3 separate regions of the Mus musculus genome follow, and regions 2 and 3 are each linked to region 1. Evidence: chromatin contacts called from public HiChIP or PLAC-seq data. All regions are on one chromosome and are shown on one strand. The core of a region is the stretch at or near the end of the contact, and the rest is flanking DNA. Distances in the headings are between cores, read along the strand shown.

Region 1 (2,700 bases), core at 147-2,646:
AGACCAGAAGAAGGCATCAGATCTCATTACAGATGGTTGTGAGACACCATGTGGTTGCTGGGAATTGAACTCAGTACCTTTGGAAGAGCAGTAGTGCTCGTAACCACTGAACCATCTCTCCAGCCCCCAGCTCTCTTTTTTAAATTAAAAAAAACATTGTGTGTGTGTGGGAGGGGTACTGAAGAAATAGTTCAGAAGTTAAGAGCTCTAGTTACTCTTTCTGAGGGTCTAGTTCATTTCCCAGCTCACAACTATCTACAACTCCAGTTCCACAGGAATCCAACACTCTTCTGACCTCCAGGCAGGTAAGTGGTGCACAGACATACATGCAGGCAAAGCACCCATACACATAATTTACAGAAGAAATTGTGTGCCTGTGTGTGCAAATATGTGTAGCAATAACGTGTGTATAGGGGCCCTGACCTAAAGGCCATTTGCTTTCCTTGATGGCTCTCCCCTTTATTCACTGAAGGTAGTCCAGCGAGTCTGTTTGCCGTCTAAACCTTGCACATTCCCGCCCCTCTTGGCAGCTCTTTCATGAATTCTGTGGATCCAAACGCCAGAGCTCACGCTCACGTGAGTGCTTTATTCCCTGGAGCATCAACAGCGAATTCACTTCTAGCAGAGTGAACTTCTTGAACCTTCAACTTCTGATCTTCCTGCTTCCACCTCTCAAATGCTGGCATTACTGGCATGTTTCCCCAAATCCAGCTACAAGGAGTGCTGAACCTGAAACCTGGTTTCGTGCATGCTAGCCAATGATTTTCATAGTTGCTCTTTTAAGTTCACACTCACAACTGAGTTTACCAACTGAGTTACACCCTTAGCTCCTGTTTTTCATTTTCTATTGCTTTAAAATTGTGCAATTACAGAAATTCTACTTGGGGATGGGAGTGCGGGGGAGGGGAGGAGTTTCAAGACAGAGTTTCTCTGTGTGGCTCTTCCTGTCCTGGAACTCTGTAGGTCAGTTCAAAGATCCTCCTGCTTCTAGCTGGGATTAAAGGCGTGAGCTACCACCGCCAGGCTTGCCAGAATTCTAGTTTATGAACTTCCAAAGTCAAGGAAACCTTGAGCTGTACTCCTCCGGCTCCTCCGAGAGGTATTTACTGAGCAACAGGGTCATTTCCATAAGGAAGGACTCGACATTGAATGAGACCACACCGGAGACTAAGTCTAGTTCAAACAACTAGTTCAATCAACCAAACAACTGTACCGCAGTTAATGACAGGGAGTGAGAGAGATAGACAAGTGTATTCAGTAATCAGAAACTGAGGGCGGGAGACTCATAGCCAGCGGGATCACTGACAGTCACGCCGTCCTGACGCTCAACTGACGGTTTGCCTAGCCTTAAAGAAGTCCCCGTCACGTGACCCTTGGGCGGACCCAGCGCGGCCCCGCCCCCGCGGAACGCGCACGCTCCAAGTTCTGCTTCCTGCCGGAGGCTTTTGCCCAGCGCCCCGTGTCCCCGGAGGGAGGGGGGCGGTGGCGGTGGCGGCAGCTGGGGCTGCAGAAGCAGCTCGGGAGTCCGGAAGTCAACACCATGTCGAGTCTGCACAAGAGCCGGTAAGGAGACCTGAGGTCAAGACTGCACCCAGACCGCTCCGTCCAGGCCGGGCCTTCGCACAGAGAGAGCTGCTCAGCGCATGTGCGGCCAAGAACAGCCCCCTCCCCCGGCGGCGAGCCCCCTTACGGTCTCATTGCCTGTGTGGCAGAGGCGAGAAGCAGAGATGCTTCTCTTACCTCAGTGTCACCTTTCTTTCTCTCTCACTCGGGACCCCTTTCCCTAGTGTCTCCCTTGTCCAGCCCCCTATTACCCTCCCCGCTTCCTCGCTCTAGGATTCGCACCTTCCCCCGCCCCCAAATGCCCCTGTCCCTGTGCTCCATGCTCATGAGAAACACCAGGGGATCCAGGTTCTCCAATCTGGCCTCTTAAATCCACCTCCTACCCCCACCCCAGGCACATCTTGCAACGCCCGCTAAATTCTGGTCACTCCAGGACTAATTTTTAGTCTTTTGTCTTTGCCTGAGGGCAGGCCCGAGAAGTCTGTGCCCCCTCCCCTTTACCCAGCCAAGAGCTTCGGGAGCCATGGGGAGATTGTACAAGTCTGTTGTCTGTGGATCCAATTACTCCTGGTTGCAGGAAGCTTGGTTGTGTGAATTCGGGTAGTGGTGTGCTGTGGGCTGGGCTTGGCCGCAGCAAGTGCCCAGGAAATGCCAGCTCGCTAACAGTGGACAGTGCTTAATGTTAAGTTCTCACTTCAAACCCTTTGGATTAGAATACCTCTCATGGCTTTTCGTTGACATGGCAGATCTTAGAGGAAGAAACTTGTATTGTCCACTTCCCTAAGCTGGTAGTTGGAGACCGTTGGGAGTGAAAGATCTTTGGGCTGGCTGCAAGAGTGGTCATTAAGCCTGTTACCTTGGCGTTTCCTTTTCTGCCCTTGAAGGATTGCAGATTTCCAGGATGTCCTGAAGGAGCCCTCCATTGTGTTGGAAAAGCTTCGAGAACTCAGTTTTAGTGGTAAGATGCACTTTTACTCAGGGTTTCCCTGGAAACCTGCCTGCCGGCAGAAAGCTGGCCCTTAGCTGGGGGGGGGGGGTGATCCCCCAAATCCCTTGAAGTGGCCTGAAGACTGCACCGGTGGTAACCCTTTGTGCCTAGGGAAGGCCTCTCAGCATTTCTCAGCTCGTTTCTTGAGT
Region 2 (2,700 bases), core at 132-2,631, 190 kb after region 1:
TTGGCTCCTCTTGGCTTGCTCAGCCTGCATTCTCATACCTGCCCAGGGCTGAGACCACTCACAGTGGGCTGGGCCTTCCAGATCAATTGTTAGTCCAAAAAATGCCTCACAGACTTACCTACGGGCCAGGCTAGAGGGGTATTGTCTCAGTTGAGATGCTTGCTGTATGACTCCAGCTTGTGTCAAGTTGACAGTGTTAGTAGCAGGCACACTAACCCCAAAGGTTTTGTGAGCATGTTCTCTTATGCTAGGACACTCACTGCTTGGTTTCTGAAGGAAAGCCCTGCTGAGGACATGGGAGCATGTGCGCGCAAGTGTGTGCGCGCGCGTGTGTGTGTGTGCGTGTGTGTGTTTATTCTGACTTAATGACTTTTCACCCCTTAAACACTGGAGGTTTCAGGTTTCCTATTTAAACATTTTTCCCACAGAGTCTATGCAGTATGAGATAGGATCCAGCCCTAAAGTGTTCTTCAGAGCACCCATCTTTTTATATACATATAATTCAAATATCAAACTAGAAGAAAAACAGTTTTGCTGTTTTCTGTATGTACATGTTGATACTAGTGAAATATTCCTATATTGTGTTTAGTTTTAGTATTTTTTTTAAGATATATTTATTTCATGTATGTGAATACATGAGTAGCTGTCTTCAGACACACCAGAAGAGGGCATTGGATACCATTACAGATGGTTGTGAGCCTCCATGTTGTTGCTGGGATTTGAACTTAGGACTTCTGGAAGAGTGGTCAGTGCTTTTAACCACTGAGCCATCTCTCAAGCCCAAGTTTTTTTGTTTTGTTTTGTTTTTTTGTTTGTTTGTTTTTTTTTTTTTTTTTTGAGACAGGGTTTCTCTGTATAGCCCTGGCTGTCCTGGAACTCAGTTTGTAGACCAGGCTGGCCTCAAACTCTGAAATCCACCTGCCTCTGCCTCCCGAGTTCTGGGATTAAAGGCGTGCGCCACCATGCCCAGCTCAAGCCCAAGTTTTAGCACTTCAAATTTGATTTAAAATCTTTTTTGGATGGGTTGTTTTATGTGTGTGTGTGTGTGTGTGTGTGTGTGTGTGTGTGTGTGTGTGTGTGTGTGTGTTGAGACAGTGTCTGTTTGTTTACATAGCCCTAGCTATCATAGAACTTACACTATAGACCAGGCTGGCCTCAAACTCAGAGATCCTATAGACCCTCCCTCCTGAGTGCTAGAAGTTAAAGGTGTGCACCAAAGTGCCCTCCTCAGTTTTAGTGTTCACACAAGTCCTTGTAGAAATCACGGACGGAATAATGCACATTTTCTTCTGATACTGTCAGATGTGCTTTCTATACGCTCCCTGGAAGCTCCACCTTGTGGAGAGACTTTGGGGATTGTTTGCTTAGTGATGTCAGAGTTAAAGTAAGTGAAAGTCCATTGCTGATTACACTGACTTCCTGCCCAAGTCATGTGTGGCCCATGAACTGATGTGCAGTGTGGGTTTGGAGGGTCACCTCTGCTCCAGTGCTGTAGTTTATCTCGGGTGACACACCAAAAAGGAGATGGGTCTCACTTGTCACCATTACACATTATTTGGTGTCATATTATAAATCAGACTTAAAAGTTAATAGGTTTGCCGGGCATGGTGGCACATGCCTTTAATCCCAGCACTTGGGAGGCAGAGGCAGGCGGATTTCTGAGTTCAAGGCCAGCCTGGTCTACAGAGTGAGTTCCAGGACAGCCAGGGCTACACAGAGAAACCCTGTCTCAAAAACAAACAAACAAACAAACAAAAAAAGTTAGTAGGCTCAAAGATGTAGAAAATAGATAATCCTTCTAATGACCTGTTTTGTGTGAATGGTTGTTAAGATTTAAATTGGGCTGACAGTGGTAGAGACAGAGACAGGCAGAGTACAAGACCAACCTGGTCTACACAGCAAGTTCTAGGATAGCCAGGGTTAAATATTGAGACCCTGTCTCAAAAGGACGAAGACTGGATTAGCAAGCTGCATGAAAAGGACCACCATCATAGGATCACCATCTGCACTACAGTGGGAATTCTGTCAGACACTGTTGACTCTGTACATTGCTTGCTCTACCCAGTAGAGTCTTGTTGCTTCTTCCACTCCGTCTCAGTGGAATAGTATTCTTTATACAGAGAGCAGTGGTCCAGTGTACAGCTGTGGTGAGAACAGCTTGTACAGCAATGTAGACGGCTAAGATTTGGAAAGACTCAAACATTATTTTGCCAGTTTAGTTCTCCTCGCTTTTAGAATATTCCACAAAGCTAAGTCAAAATGGTAGTCTTTATGGTCTGCCTTAAAATATTTAAAGATCGCCGGGCAGTGGTGGTACACGCCTTTAATCCCACCACTCCGGACGCAGAGGCAGGCAGATTTCTGAGTTCAAGGCCAACCTGGTCTACAGAGTGAGTTCCAGGACAGCCAGAGCTACACAGAGAAACCCTGTCTCAAAAAAAAAAAAAAATTGAAAGATGAACGTGCTCTGTAAACCTTCCTGGCACCAGGGTGATGACTGCTTGGCTAACCATACGTGCCACTTTTGCAGAGCATACTTCAGTACTACAGAGAAAGGGGCATAGCCTACTGTCCTGGCTGTGTGCCCTCTGCTGCTGTCTCCTACAAGGACCAGCAACTACCTCGCTCATCCCTTTGGTCCTCTGCAATCATTATGCATCAGCGTCAGGCCTTCATACATAATACTGCATTGAACATGTG
Region 3 (2,700 bases), core at 1-2,500, 200 kb after region 1:
TTAGTCTTACAGTAACTCATTCTGATGGGTTAACTTGATATCCCTGGGAGGTCCATTCTTTTCTTTTTTAATGGAAATGTAGGAAGGGGACTGGGAGGAGTGAAGGGAGGGGAAACTGCTGTTTGACTCAAAGTGTCAGAGAAGGGGTGGGGAGGCTGGGAGGGGTGTTAACTGTGGTGGCAGAGGCAGCTGGATCTTTGAGTTTGAGGCCTAGCCTGGTCTACAAAGTCAGTTACTAGACAGCCAGGCTACACAGAGACACTGTGTATTGAGAGAGGGGTGGGGGCAGATAAGGGCTTGAGGTCAGTTGTAAACTCGCAGATGAAACTGTAAGGGGGTTGTACTTGATGATAATGGCAAGGACGATGATGTGATAGCTAACACATGACATAAGAGTAGCCATGGTGGCCTCTGAGAAGTAATGCCAGACACCTGAGTATGTAAGATGCCTTGGGCAGAGAGCATGTCGGCATGAAGTCTAGGCAGATGAGACTGCAGGCGTTGAGTGCAGGAGAAAGCACTTGGTATGTTCAGAGCCATCGATGAGTGGGTGTGGTTATTAGCACATGCTAACAGGGAAGCTGGAGCACAGAGGACCATGGGTTAGCCACAGCCTGCATAACAACATGGTGAGACCACTTTCAAAGAAACGAAAAGGAGGAGGTTGTAGGGAGGGCTGGGCTAGAGGGAGCCCAGGTGGGGCTGAAGGTCCTACAGCAGGTGACCTTCTTGTCCCTGGGAAGCCTGAGCAGAATGCGGAGCACAGGAAGGATGGATGGAGTTCCGATTGGGAATGGCCTCATGAAGCCCTTCACTTCTTGGTTCTTAAAGTCTGTCTTGAGCATAATCCTTCTCCCGCCCATTGCAGGCAGACGTCATGCACTTGACTGACATGGCAGTGCGGCGCCAGCTGTTTCTTGATGTGCTTGATGGGACCAAAGCATTAGTAAGTATGCCCGGGAGTTCCCCTTTCCTGAAGGTCACACAGGGAGCTCTCAGTGCTCAAAGGGCGGTCAGTCAGTGCTCAGGTGGCCTGGAGGTGAGGCTCAGTGATAAAGAGGTGCCCCAGCTCCTTGCTCCTGGGAGAAGTCAGGGTTAGGTGAGGAGGGCCTGTGTGTCTATCTGTGCAGTGGAGGCTGCTTCTAAGCAGCCAGACTCCTGACTGCTCTGCCGCTCCTCCCCTCAGCTCCTTGTGGCAGCATCTGTGAACTGCCTCCGGCTGGGCTCCATGATGTGCACCCTGCTGCTTATCCTCCTACGCCAGTGGAAGAGGTGAGTGCTGGGACGAGAGCTGGCCGCCCGAGGCTCCATCTGCCTCAGCACTGCCTGCCCACCCTTCCTCACCCAGACCGTCTAGTATACTTCACAGAAAATGGAGCAACTCGGCAGACAAGCCTGCAGTGAGGGAGACTGCCTGTGGCTTCTGAGGGGCACTGGGGACACTGAGTGAGGCATGCTGCTGCCTTGGTCTTTCAGAGAGCTGGGTGCTGTGGAGAAAATCCTTGGGCCCTTGACAGAGATCCTGGAAGGGGTGCTTCAGGCAGACCAGCAGCTCATGGAAAAGACCAAGGCCAAGGTGTTCTCTGCATTCATCACAGTGTTACAGATGAAGGAGCTGCGAGGTGAGCCCCAGCTCCAACTGGGCCGTGGGATTTTTACACCGGGAGTGCTTTATTTCCCACTACCCCTTCCCCTTCCTCTTGGTACTCTACTGCCTTTCGTCAGAATGGCCCACCTGTGTGACAGCACCCTCTCATCTGTTCTGCAGTCGGTGATATCCCCCAGTACTCCCAGCTGGTGCTGAACGTCTGTGAGACTCTCCAAGAAGAGGTGATTGCACTCTTTGATCAGACCCGCCACAGCCTGGCATCCGACAGCGCTGCCGAGGACAAGGACAGCATGGAGACAGATGACTGCCCTCGGCCCCGGCACAAGGACCAGCGTGATGGGGTGAGGGGACATCAGCAGGCTGTCTGACAGCACACAGGCTGTACTCAAGGCTGCCACCACCCTGGGGGAGGACGGGAAGGTGGGAGCCTGTGGGCGCAGGCTTTGAGGGAAGCCCTGGGAGAGGCATGGCTCTCAGCCATTTCAGCAGAGCTAGTCAGGCAGGCATCGTGTGCCGGGAAGATCGGGTGGACCGTGGAAGGTGTGAGCAGCTTCAGGTCAGCATCTGCTGTGTTCTGATCCCTGGTTGGTGTGAGCAGAGTGAGGGCAGGGGTGGGCTAGAGAGGGTTGCTTTATAGGGCAGGCATGGGCTCTTTAACCTAAGGGCTCACTCTAGAAGAGATAATGGATACACTATAGAACAGTCTTTTCTCTGGTGAGGGCAGGACTTAAGACAGGGTTTCTCTGTGTAACAGCCCTGGCTGTCCTTTGTAGACCAGGCTGACTTAAAACCTATAGAGATCTGCTGCCCTCTTGCCTCTGCCTCTGTTTCCTCCACCCAAAAGCTGGGATTAAAGGCATGCTCTACTATGCCTGACTAGAGCAATGTTTTCTACTACCAGCCTTTTCCTTTTTATTTATTTTTTATTTATTTATTTTTTTTTAGAGGTAGTCCTACTTTGTAGCCCAGGCTAGCCTCTAACTTCCTGCCTATTCTAAAAAGAATTTCGGGTATGTTTTGTATGATGTGAAAGCAAGTACTATTAGTGGGAAACAATAAGTACGTTTATGCTGGGGCATAGTCTTATTAAG

What was found. HiChIP or PLAC-seq counts read pairs in DNA pulled down with a chosen protein or histone mark.
Region 2: a FOXA1 HiChIP or PLAC-seq map of pancreatic cancer cells shows a contact between it and region 1. The contact joins the enhancer-like site here to the promoter of Tbc1d13 in region 1. A contact is called at or near these places in 1 of 39 promoter capture datasets (hippocampal neurons), 1 of 15 datasets of contacts at CTCF or cohesin (the NIH/3T3 cell line), 1 of 484 Hi-C or Micro-C datasets (bone marrow-derived macrophages), 11 of 115 datasets of contacts at active chromatin or transcription factors (the 230-238 cell line, bone marrow-derived macrophages, embryonic stem cells and 4 more) and 3 of 9 other capture datasets (adipose tissue, embryonic stem cells and liver).
Region 3: an H3K27ac HiChIP or PLAC-seq map of embryonic stem cells shows a contact between it and region 1, with 8 read pairs. The contact joins the enhancer-like site here to the promoter of Tbc1d13 in region 1. A contact is called at or near these places in 6 of 39 promoter capture datasets (cranial neural crest, embryonic stem cells, frontonasal cranial neural crest and 2 more), 3 of 484 Hi-C or Micro-C datasets (bone marrow-derived macrophages, embryonic stem cells and nephron progenitors), 4 of 115 datasets of contacts at active chromatin or transcription factors (the 230-238 cell line, bone marrow-derived macrophages, embryonic stem cells and 1 more) and 4 of 9 other capture datasets (adipose tissue, embryonic stem cells, liver and 1 more).

What each region holds. Positions count from the first base shown.
Region 1 is chr2:30,132,350-30,135,049 of GRCm38.p6, forward strand. Tbc1d13 (TBC1 domain family, member 13) reads left to right here and starts at 1,397. Exons shown (of 12, transcript NM_146252.3): 1 at 1,397-1,563; 2 at 2,448-2,521. The coding sequence starts at 1,541.
Region 2 is chr2:30,318,075-30,320,774 of GRCm38.p6, forward strand. All of the region lies in intron 15 of Nup188 (nucleoporin 188), which reads left to right. Among named protein-coding and RNA genes, the nearest start is that of Gm39780, 21 kb to the left of the region's middle. Within about 2 kb of position 1,382, at least 8 of the 459 cell types and tissues checked have an H3K27ac peak or open chromatin away from gene starts, as enhancers often do. A contact at or near this core is called in pancreatic cancer cells, where this site is marked.
Region 3 is chr2:30,335,456-30,338,155 of GRCm38.p6, forward strand. Nup188 (nucleoporin 188) reads left to right here. Exons shown (of 44, transcript NM_198304.3): 31 at 869-946; 32 at 1,187-1,272; 33 at 1,477-1,622; 34 at 1,769-1,950. Among named protein-coding and RNA genes, the nearest start is that of Sh3glb2, 23 kb to the right of the region's middle. Within about 2 kb of position 1,251, at least 21 of the 459 cell types and tissues checked have an H3K27ac peak or open chromatin away from gene starts, as enhancers often do. A contact at or near this core is called in embryonic stem cells, where this site is marked.